Regions from separate parts of the Anas platyrhynchos genome. Here region 1 is linked to region 2. A link is a contact called in public Hi-C data. All regions are on one chromosome and are shown on one strand. Each heading gives the region's core, a stretch centred on a gene start, on an enhancer-like site or on the middle of the called end of the contact. The rest is flanking DNA. Distances are from core to core; before and after follow the strand shown.

What was found. Hi-C and Micro-C count contacts between places; a contact is called where the count stands out from the background.
Region 1: a contact with region 2 is called in a Hi-C map of F1 follicle, with 4 times the contacts expected there. The contact joins two enhancer-like sites. A contact is called at or near these places in 3 of 8 Hi-C or Micro-C datasets (F1 follicle, F5 follicle and subcutaneous adipose tissue).

The regions. Positions count from the first base shown.
Region 1 is chr3:71,648,200-71,653,843 of IASCAAS_PekinDuck_T2T, reverse strand. No RefSeq gene overlaps it. Among named protein-coding and RNA genes, the nearest start is that of CCN6, 390 kb to the left of the region's middle. Within about 2 kb of position 1,938, at least 2 of the 8 cell types and tissues checked have an H3K27ac peak or open chromatin away from gene starts, as enhancers often do. A contact at or near this core is called in F1 follicle, where this site is marked.
Region 2 is chr3:71,055,604-71,060,940 of IASCAAS_PekinDuck_T2T, reverse strand. MARCKS (myristoylated alanine rich protein kinase C substrate) reads left to right here. Exons shown (of 3, transcript XM_072036095.1): 3 at 1-492. Among named protein-coding and RNA genes, the nearest start is that of MARCKS, 7.7 kb to the left of the region's middle. Within about 2 kb of position 3,155, at least 1 of the 8 cell types and tissues checked has an H3K27ac peak or open chromatin away from gene starts, as enhancers often do. A contact at or near this core is called in F1 follicle, where this site is marked.

The DNA.
Region 1 (5,644 bases), core at 689-3,188, 590 kb before region 2:
GCCTGCTCAGAGTTCAAGGACAGCCTCCTTAGAGAGGCTGTGATATGAGATTAAGTTCTCCAGCTTTTACTCATCAAAGAAACGAACCTAGCTGTGTTTTGGGCCTCCTATTGTAGCTTCTGCATGCCTTACAAATATGAATGGATGTATTACACACTGCATTACCGAGAAGTACTTTTATGGCTGTGGAGCTGAACTGGAGAGAGATTAAATGACTTGGTGAAGGTCACACAGGAAATTTGTGACAGAGCCAAGAATTTCCTGAAAGCCAACCTACTGTTTTTAATTATTGATTTTTTAGGCCTTCTTCAGTATTTAAAGTTGAGATGGAGCCTGTATTGTGTATTCATCTCTGTATATACGCTCCCTAAGAGAAACTCTGCAGACCTTTCTCTGAAGAGCATCTCCAAGCAGAGAAAGGAGACAAAGGGCAGGAGAAAGGACTCATTAGCTGCACCCCACGCGTGTCTGAAACTAAAACAGAGAGCCAGTAACGCAGTTTGCTCCAGGCCACACAGGAAGTCTGCAGCAGAGACAAGGAATTTAATCTACATCCCCCGAATCCCAGTCCAGCGCTTTCAACATCTTCCCTAACCAGTTCATATTTCATATGATATGCAGTCCATACTGTATAGCTTTGGAATGTTTTATTTTTTTCCCTCTCTCTCTTCCTTTCTGAAATAATATAATCCAGGAACATTTGCAGTGAACTTTTGAACCTTTGATGTTGAAGTAGGTTGGAAATTAAGCAAGCAGTGTTTCCATGTTGTTAATTGGACTCACTCTGCCTGGGATCTTTTAGCAGCCTCCACATGGTTAACTTCAAACTCTTGTGTCAATCCAAAGGGGGTAGGGGGGTGGGGGGTGGGGGAAAATCAACTCCCATTAAATGTGTTAAACACTTTAACTGTACAAAATGTGGACTGAAGTAGATCTTAAAAAAAGTGAATCAGGAGAATGACAGGCGTCTGCCTGTGTACTTCCTTCTGCCAGGGTTGAAGGTCATTATTTTGAACTAATAGCTGACCTCCGTGGCCTCTGGAAGGCCATTATGCTTAATGGCCTGAGCTAATTTGCTGTGCTACAGGGTTGGCTGATCTTTATTTTAATCTCCTGCACCTTCTCCTGTTCTTGTGGGGAAAGCAACTGCTCTGATATAATCCAGTTGGCACCAAATTGCCTAGGGGAGGTAACAGGCGAGCTGCTATGAGACAGGACTGTACAGTAATTTACTGAAGCTTGACTCTCCAGGAGGAAAAAAGGAAAAAAAAAAAAAAGAAAGAAAGGAAAGACATATGCATGTACACACACATATACATATACACATAACACATGTGTACATGTAGAGTAAGAGGGAGGCAGAGCAGGTGAGTGAAGGTGGGTAGAGGGGAAAAAATGTGCAAGAGAGGGAATGTCAAAAATAAAGTAACTTTCAAAAATAAATCTACACTTCAAACCCTGTTTTCCTTCAAGATGCTTGCAAAGTAACACCCAGATGATTTGCTGCCAGGAAATAGAAATAGCTTTGTTAGTGCTCTTCCTCACAAAATTAAGAACCTATTTGAAAGACTCCTTCACCAGCCATGCCCTTGTATCTCCCAGCATTAGTGAAGTGGCTGTCATGAGTGACTGGTTTAAAAATCGGCTCAAATAGAGAGCAAACATACAAAAAGCATCAGCTGTTAGAGACATATTCTCAGAGCTGAGGCAAGGTCTCATGGGGTGCTGCTCTCACAGTCTTTGTCCAGACAGAGGCATTTTTGTCTCCTTGAAACCCTTCTTCATGTCCTCAGCACAGGGACAATGGAAGACAGTCTGACCTGGGGAGGAGCAGCATGGCCCCGGGGGGATGTGAAGCTGCAGAGCAGGAGACAGGCTCTTATCCCTTCCCTACACTCAGCATTCTCGCAGAGCCTTTCCTTTCTGCCTTAGCTTGCATCATTTCGTCTTTGCTCCTTCCTTTGCTGATTCCTGTCTCCTGCACACGTCCCCTGCCCTGAGCAAGGGAGATACACAATGAAAAACTGTCAAGTCAGCAGCAAACCAAAGGTTTTATAGTATGCGAAAGCTGGCAAGCTGAGGAGCAAAGCTGATACACATACATGTGTTTTTGTATCTGCAGTCACACATGCATGAAATACCCTAGAAATGTGCACAGCATAACCAGCTATTGCAAATTACAAGTCCTTGTTCTTGCCTTTTCCCACTAATTTTCCACAGTCTGTTGCTCTTGCTGATATCTTGTCTAAAGTACAGGCTGCCTGTTCATGGAGACTTGGACACTGCTTCATATCTCTGCTATGCAGAAAACTGCAGAAGCAATCAGATCTTGGAGTCGTGTGTCAGTGGTTTTCCTCACCTGAACCCGAGGCAGGGAGCAGTACCTCGCTCCGGGGTTTCAGTCCCTTTTGTGTTGGATCCTTCTGGATGTGGGTGGTGAAAGTCCCAGTCTGCCCCGATCCTGTCACTGAGGCTCAGTCATAAAGACTGCCAGTGAAGTCAATGTTAATGCGTTATTTGTCCCCAGCCCTGACCTTGGGACTGCCCCTGTTAATTGTGTCTGGACCATAGTGGCCAAATTATCAAAATCAGCCTTATCATTGAGGGGTGGAGAGCACTGACATGCTCAGGCCTCCAGATTCTTAAATATATCAGAATTATATTCCTGTAGTTAATTAAAAAAAAAAAAAAAAAAAGAGAGAGGTTATTCCATGAGTTTCTATTACTTTTCTGGCCCCCACTCAACCTCTGAAGCCTTTCAGACTTGCTGTGATGGGTGCCCAAAATCATGGCTGTGCAGGGGAAGGGCTCCTGTCCATGTGTCCAGCAATCCACGTGTGGGCAGGAGTTTCCCCATGGCACTACCTGAGCTGGTGTCCTAGGCTCAGCCATGCAGACCCTGGTCTTCAGGCAGATCCCCTGTGCATGGGAAGCTGTTTGTTGCCATTTTAGGGCAGTTTCGCACTTGCTTTGGACTGTAAGAAGAGCCCAGGCTTCAGGATCTCAATGTTTTGGCAGTGTGTGCACCTCATCTATTAAATGTACCTCTAATCTTTCCATCTATGTCAGCCTGAAAATTCGTGGTATTCTACTCCACATTTTAACCAATGAAATGGAAAACTCATTTTAAAAGCAATTTCTTGCATCAAATCAGTCAAAAGAAAGCAATTAAAAATCAAGAGCTAAAAATTATCTGTCTGGAACATTATACATCTTGCATGGTTTTGCCATGTGTGCAGCAGGGCTAACATGGTTTCCTCTCCATTATTTTATTTTTTTTTTATTATTTTTTAATTCCCTTTATAAGACCTTTAGGTTTCTAATGTGTTGGGTTATAATGTTCTCACACAAACTTGCCCTAGGCACTGTACAGTGTATACCCTAGTAAAATAAAAGGCCTCCTGCAGGTGGTGCTACAATGCTGCAAGTATTTTTAATTAGAATAGGCACCAAAAAATGCCTCCATTATAATTTCCCCTCACATTACAACAACTGTAAACCTCTCTGTGATATTAGCTCATTATAGGCAGCCAAATCCTAACTAGGTTCGCATCTTGGTGACCTGGACTTAATTCAGTCTTTCAATGACACAACTCCACTTTTTTTTTTTTTTTTTTTTTTTTTTTTTTTTTTTTCCTTAAGACAGCTAGAAATTTAGTTATATATTAAGAAAACAATGTATTCTTCCCCTACCAATTCTGAAGAAAATTCTGTCCTTATTCTCCATAGTCCAGTAACATGTGCAGTCAATTATTACAGATGAGAATGAGAATGACAAAAAAGCTCTAAGCAATTTATCTATTTATCAGATAGGTTAGCGGTATCTTAGAGCCCGCAGCAGTACTAATGTTCAAGCAATAAAAAGAGACCAAAAAAAAAAAAAAGTCTGTTAATGAATGAAAAAACCTTGATACTTTAAGAATTTCTGATTTGCCCGTGTCACAGACTGGAGAAAACAACTTGGCTTGACCAAGAGACCAAAGGGCTATGTCTGTGTAAGCACAACTAGGAAACTCTTCTTTGCTTTTAAATGGCCCCCAAAAATGAGGACATTATATAGGAAACAAAGTTAACCTATGAAGCAAAATACTATCATTTAAAAATTTCATCACCAAAATGGTCTTTAAAAGAGACACAGATTGTAATTCTGAAGATTTTCTTGTATTTAAAACTTTTTTTTTTTTTTTTTTGTCATACCTGTTCTTCCATTGATTGATTTGTTTGTTATTGGAGAAGGAATGAAGGAATAAAAGGAAAACACAAAAAATAAATAAATAAGAGCTTTGGAAAAAATGGCAAAGCAATGACCTATTCTGTTTAAGCAAGAAATAATTTGTCTTCAAATATCCTTTACTGCTGCTTCTGCTTTCACTTTTCATTTTTGAAAAAATGTACTCTTAAGACAGTTATTTTTTTATTTTTTTTAAGGGAATATGTTTTTACATGTGTCTGTTTGCTAGTCACAAGCTATTGCAAGTTGCCTTGTAGGTAAAATAACCTGGTGTGGCATCCTGTGATCTTTCCCCACTTAGGGTTGCTCAGGGAAAGAAACAATTAAGTCATCAACACAAATGCATCTAGGGCTGTCAGATCAGAAAATAGATGAAGGTTGAATGATGATGTAGTACCAACACTTCCATAAAAAACAGGTCCAATTAAATTAAAAATGCAATAACAATAATTAAAATGTATGAGATATGGCTCTCAGCTAAACTTGAATCTTATGCTTCCATTTGATTTTTTTTTTCCATTCCTTATATACAGCACCTGAAATATCCCAGGAAATTAACAGGGGGAGACGTAGATTTGGAGATAATAATATCCTTCTCTTCAGTGCAATTTCAAGGAAAATCATTGCAGGTACAATATGCATTTATTTTTCATTTTCTCATTTATCAGAGAAATACAACGTGTCTGGGTTAGCATGGCTATTAGTTGTTCAACAATAATTTTTTTTTTTTTTTTTATAATTAGAGAAGAAGTTGATGTTTGTAAATGGAAAGCCTATTATGACCAACCAGTTGAGCCGATAGGATATTGTGTTATAAGCATTCATTTTCTCACATTGTGTTACTGTGATCAAGACTTTCTGTATTTAATATATAATTACAATTGGAACAACATATTTTTATTTATTTATTTTTTTTTTATTGAGGTGAATTCCTAAGTATGGTTTTAAAACACAGAAAGCAATCTCTATCACAAAACAGATATAGCTTCTTGAAAAATCAAATAGAAAAAGGGATCAGGGAGGCATTTTCTCATGTTTGAAAGGATCTAGACTTCAGCTGAAGTTCATAACAAAAATAAACTAGAATAGAAAGAATCAGTGTCTTCATATGCACACCTTTCCTCCTCTTAGGAAGAAAGCTTTACCTTCATGGGTTAACAGTTAACATTTTTGGAGACACTAAGCTTGAGGACTATATGGATGTTATTTATGGCCTTCTTGAAGCACATCAGAGTGTCCTTGAGGGTACAGAAGTGACAACAGGTCCAGACTTACTACTCAGGGGGTTTCCAGAGATAGCAGCAGATCTCCCTGGAAGATCATTCCCTTATGACCTATATATTTTATGATTACCTTCCTTCCTTAGGATGAGGCCCAGTGCTCTGCATGGGTCAGACCACATAGACAACATTA
Region 2 (5,337 bases), core at 1,906-4,405:
GTTTATGACCTTAATAAAGTGTAATTATGTATTACCAGCAGGGTGTTTTTAACTGTGACTATTGTATAAAAACAAATCTTGATATCCAGAAGCACATGAAGTTTGCAACTCTTTCCACCCTGCCCATTTTTGTAAAACTGCAGTCATCTTGGACCTTTTAAACACAAATTTTAAACTCAACCAAGCTGTGATAAGTGGAATGGTTACTGTTTATACTGTGGTATGTTTTTGATTACAGCAGACTGCTTTCTTTTCCAGTTGTCTTTGAAAATAAAGGAAAACTCTTCAGATGCAATGTTTTTTTTTTTTTTTTTTTTGGTGTAGCATCTTGTCTATCATGTTTTTGTAAATACTGGAGAAGCTTTGACCAATTTGACTTAGAGATGGAATGTAACTTTGCTTACAAAAATTGCTATTAAACTCCTGCTTAAGGTGTTCTAATTTTCTGTGAGCACACTAAAAGCGAAAAATAAATGTGAATAAAATGTATAATTTGGTTGTGTTTCTTTCATGGATACTCTGGTAACTTAAATGGGCCAGCCAGTATTGTACAAGCCTAAATTTGTATAAAGTGATGATGTGCGCTGTTAGCACTGGCTTTGCAAGCTGCCTTCCTAGATCCCAGACTGTGTAACGCTGCGCTTATTGTAGAGAAATTGAGCAGCGAGCCAGGTAACTCGCAGGTTTCCTGGCTTTAAAAAGAAGGCTGGAAGGCAGTCTGAGCATGTACAGTGTGCGATTCTGTTGTCCAGGCTCCATCTTGCTTTAAGACCAGAGGTATCCAGCATATGAGATTCTTGCCTCTTGAGGAAAATGAGATGTAATTTGAATTGCTTAGGGTGGGGCGCTGAAATTTTTTTGTGCCGCGTTGCCTAAAAGTTAAGCTCTTGAACAGACGTCCCATTTATGTCTTAGTATGCTGTCCCTGCTTAGGTTCCTAGATGATTAGATCGAAAACTTTAGCCTGGAGGGAGAAAGGGGGTATTAACACTGCCATTCTGCTCGAAGTAATTAAAAGCAATATTTTCTCTTTTTTTCCTCAAGTGCTACTCCCAACTGCAGGTGAGTTACAGAACAGATTTCGAAATTTGTCTATAAAAATAATTACTTGGTGCTTGCCTTTAATTGTTAGGCTCTTTGGCTAATTTCCAGCATATTGCTCAGGGCATATTATGCCTTAATAAAACAGTGGGCTCATGTAAGAAAAGCAGTAGTGGTATTTGGAGGGTGGAAATTGATTCAAGAAAGTGTTGCTTCTAAGTTTATAGGAGAAAGTTTAGTGTTACACTTATTTGCTTCCACCTAAATTTTCAGCAGAAACTCTTTGGAAGCAATTATGATTCATTTTATGAGAAAATGGCACGTTAGCACCTTGTTCCCTAAAGAACAAAGCCTAAACTGAATGAAGTATAGTAGATTTCCTGCTGAATGCGTACTTTTTCTTTTTTTTTCTTTTTTCTTTTCCTTTTTTTTTTTTTTTTTTTTTTTAATTCAGCTGTCTACCATTTTAACTTTGGCTTGTATGTACTCTAGTTGCCCTGGTATTTCTCTATAGCTTTAGAAATGTATTGAAACTATGCTATAATTGCTGAGGGACAAAAATAAATGGATGTAAAACAAGATCCTCCACACCAGTGTCATTCTTGGAGTACATGTGTTTGAAGTCTAGTGCATAACTGCTTTGCTAAGGGGTTTTTATAACATGGCTGTAAAAACCTGTTCTAAGACGCATGATGTCTTGGCCATAGAGTCAATGTCTCTTTTTAATAAATATATATATATTTAAATTCAAGGATTCTTAAAGAGAAGTCTGAATTTCTTTGATTTTTTTTTCCCTTTGTTGAACTATACGTGTACATATGAAGAAAATAATCTCCAGTAAAGTTCTCCCATTTTTTCTCAACCTGCTTGGCTGAAACTTTTGTGTTTGTTCCTCGCTCAGCTGGTGTTGTTTCCTGAAACGCTTCCAGTTCCTGGTGGTGCAGAATCACTTCTACCACAGCAGCCAGGATCCTTGGCTGGGACTTTGTAATTCCATAACTTGGCTTGACTTGGAGTTGCTTTCCAAGCCTAATACCAGTACAGTTTCAAAAATAAGGCTTAAGAAGATCACTTACGTGGCCTGCTGTTCTGCTCGCAGCAGTCCAGTGTGTGCTAAAACGTGGTTCCAGCAATGCTTCTTTTCAACCATGCAGTTTAAGAAGACGGGAATCTGCCTGGGTTTGGAATGGTGGAAATGGAGCTTTGAGCTGCTTCCTTCTGCAAAAGGATTGTGCCACAGCATCTGTCCCCACTTCGTCCCCAAGGGGCTGGCTGGTCGCTCCCATGCGATTGTAGATTACCCTCATTTTTCTATGAGGAAAATGGAGGGGTTGGGTGTTAACCATCTGGTGAGATGGTTAATCTTTTTACCAAGAAACCTTTATGCCTTTTTTTACTCCATCACTTGCTGTTATGCCTTGGTGAAAATGCTAATCATAATAAGTATTGTAATTTCAACAAATTTTCTCAAAATTCAAATGCATGTGACTTTAAAATGTGTGGCTTCAAGCTCATTTGCCTGTCTTATGGGTTGTTGGGGTTCTTTTTAAGTGGAATGTTATGGTTTCTGTGAACAAGGCTGTGCTGGAACAATGTCAAAATTTTAGGTAAAACTTAGGCTGAAATCTAATTTTGTTTGAATAAGGACTCTAGACATTTGCTTCTTTTCTGTTTATTTCCTTAGACGGAGGCAATCATCTTCCTTGTCTGAGGTCAAAACTTGGGTGTACAAAAGTCCTTCCAGATTTCATGCCTGTCTTACTAATATCTATGCTTGATTTCAGACTCTCCAAATCGCAGTGTCTGACCTCAAAAACTTGAGTTTTGTATCTGGGCCTGATAGTTTCTAATGTGAAATGGTAGAAACCTTGCCTTCAGGCAAGGAAACGAGGCAAGAAAAGAGGGAGAAAAAAAAAAAAAGGCAAGGTGGGTGAGGGATGTCAAGTGTGGGCTTTGGCTTCTGCTGGAGAGTGCTCACCTTCCAGCTTGTGTGCACAACTGCTGTGTGAAAATCAAGTGCTCACATACCAACTTGTGACGTCCCTAAGAGCTCCCGTTGGCTGTGCTCGATGCGATGTTGTACATAGGAGTGGTTTGCTCCTTCATTCTGTGAGGGGAACTATGCTGGTGCCGTTTCAGGAACATTTTTTGTTATCTAATACTGTTCCAAACAGCTAACTCTTGAACTGCACTTACAGGCGATTAGGGGAAGGTCAAAGGTTTTCATCTGCTTTCTTTGTTTGGGTTTTTCTAAGTTGCAAGTCCTTTTGTTTGGCATTTAAAACAAAACGTAGCACAATACACATTCTAGTCTGAAACTGTAATACCAATGGATACTTTTCTGCAAAATCAGTACTGTGAATTCAGTATTTATGCTACATGTATAGTAAAAGAGTGGTAAAAGGTCGACATTTGTGATACCCAACTCATTTCAGTGTTTATTAGGTTTTAAGGAGCTAAGGTAAGATGTGTTTTCCATGATGGTGCAGTTTGGTTGAAAGCAGCCTGTTTTGAGGCTATGACAGCTTTTTTACCATGCTCTGATCACTGGGATAGAATAAAGTTTTCTTCCTGAAGTAAACAGCAAGTGCAAATAGTATATTGTGTTTATAACATACTGTAGACATTGGGGTTAATTTGCCCTCTTTACAATGCAGAGGACCTCAGCTAATTGACAATGAATGGGAACTGTTGCAATTGCAACCAATCCAACAGGGCAGAGAAAAACAGGCTGAGCAGCCTGCTGTTACATGAATAAAATAGTGTAAGAGGTGCTGCTGCAGTAAAGTACCACGTTACTAAAAGTATGTGTTAGCTTAGCCTTGGGAGAGCCAGTGTGTGGTGTGCTTCTAAGGCATGATGCCTGTTTGGAGATGCAGAAAGGGAAGCTGTAGCAGCATGTTTCACGATATGTTTGCTGAGACAGCTTTGGAGATGAGATGGCTCCAGAGTGAGAACGTTGCATATTGGGACAATCAGAGGAGTATCAGTGATGAGAGTAAAGTGATGGGTACAGCTGAACAGATAAGCGACCACAGTGTTGCTCAGTGGTTAAAGCCCAGAGTTAGGGATTTGTAAGTCTGGACTAACTGTGTTGTTAAGTACACCTTCTGTATCAAAGCACCACACCCAGCTTTTCAATGCCTCTATTTTCGCATATGGATGTTATCTGACAGAGATGATGTAAAGCTTTGGATAATGTGTGCAGAATGTTTTGAAGTCTTAAGGAGGGCCACAGGTATTATTTATACATTTTTGTCCTAAGTCTTTGTTTCAGGATGACTTGTCTGTCCAGACCAGGACTACAAACACACTGGATGAAAGAGGACGTTGCTACTTACAGTTGGAAAGACCCAAATGAGATAGCTGATACTGATGGCAATAAACTATTTGATAGTTGCTCTTAGCAGAGACCACTGTGACTAGAGATTTCTTTTTAGGTACATTACAAATAGAAGTCATCTCCTGAAGCTCACAGATTAGTTTCCAAAACATATAGAGAAAAGATAACTACAGATCTATTGTTTAGGAAAATCATCCTCACTGAGTAGATGCGATAGCTGCAAGAAGTGACTTGCTAGCCTCTGATGGATTAGTTTTCTCTCTGATACTTGTTATGTAGATCCATCTGAATATTTTAAACTAATCTGATAACAAGGGTGACCTGCTGTTCAAAGGAGACAAACTCCATCGTAGAGCTGTTGCTAACAGGCTCCTCATTGAAGAAGAGCCCTTCTGGACCAGTAAGTGAAGACCTGCGTTACAGGTCCTTTACAAAAGGAGAGCTAGGGAACCAAAAGGAAAAGAAGAAAAATGAAGAAAACAATAGGAAAAAAAAAAAAAAAAAAGCAAAACTTCATGAACTAAAGGCAGATTATATATATTTTTTTTCTAACCATCTGGAGCAAGGCTATCATAGGCATGAAGTACTCCACCTTCTGTCTTAAAAAAAAACATTAAAACATAATTTAATTACAAGATACTGGAGTGCAAAGCCAAACCTCTCTTGAAAACCACTGAGGAAACAGAATCCAAAATTGATTAAAGTAACATTTTTGAGGAATGAATCATTAGACCAGTCCCAAGCGTTACATTGCAGTTTGGGAGCCTGTTGAAGCAAGTTTTCTAGACACTATACCTCTGAGGAGACTGGGCAGTAAATATATTTCCATATTTATAATTAAAAAAAAAAAAAAATGGCAGAAATCATGGGCTGATATGTGAAGGAACGTGTTTTTTTTTCCCCCTCAGGGCTTTATTTTTGCTTATCTTTCATATGTATTTAGTTTCTAATAC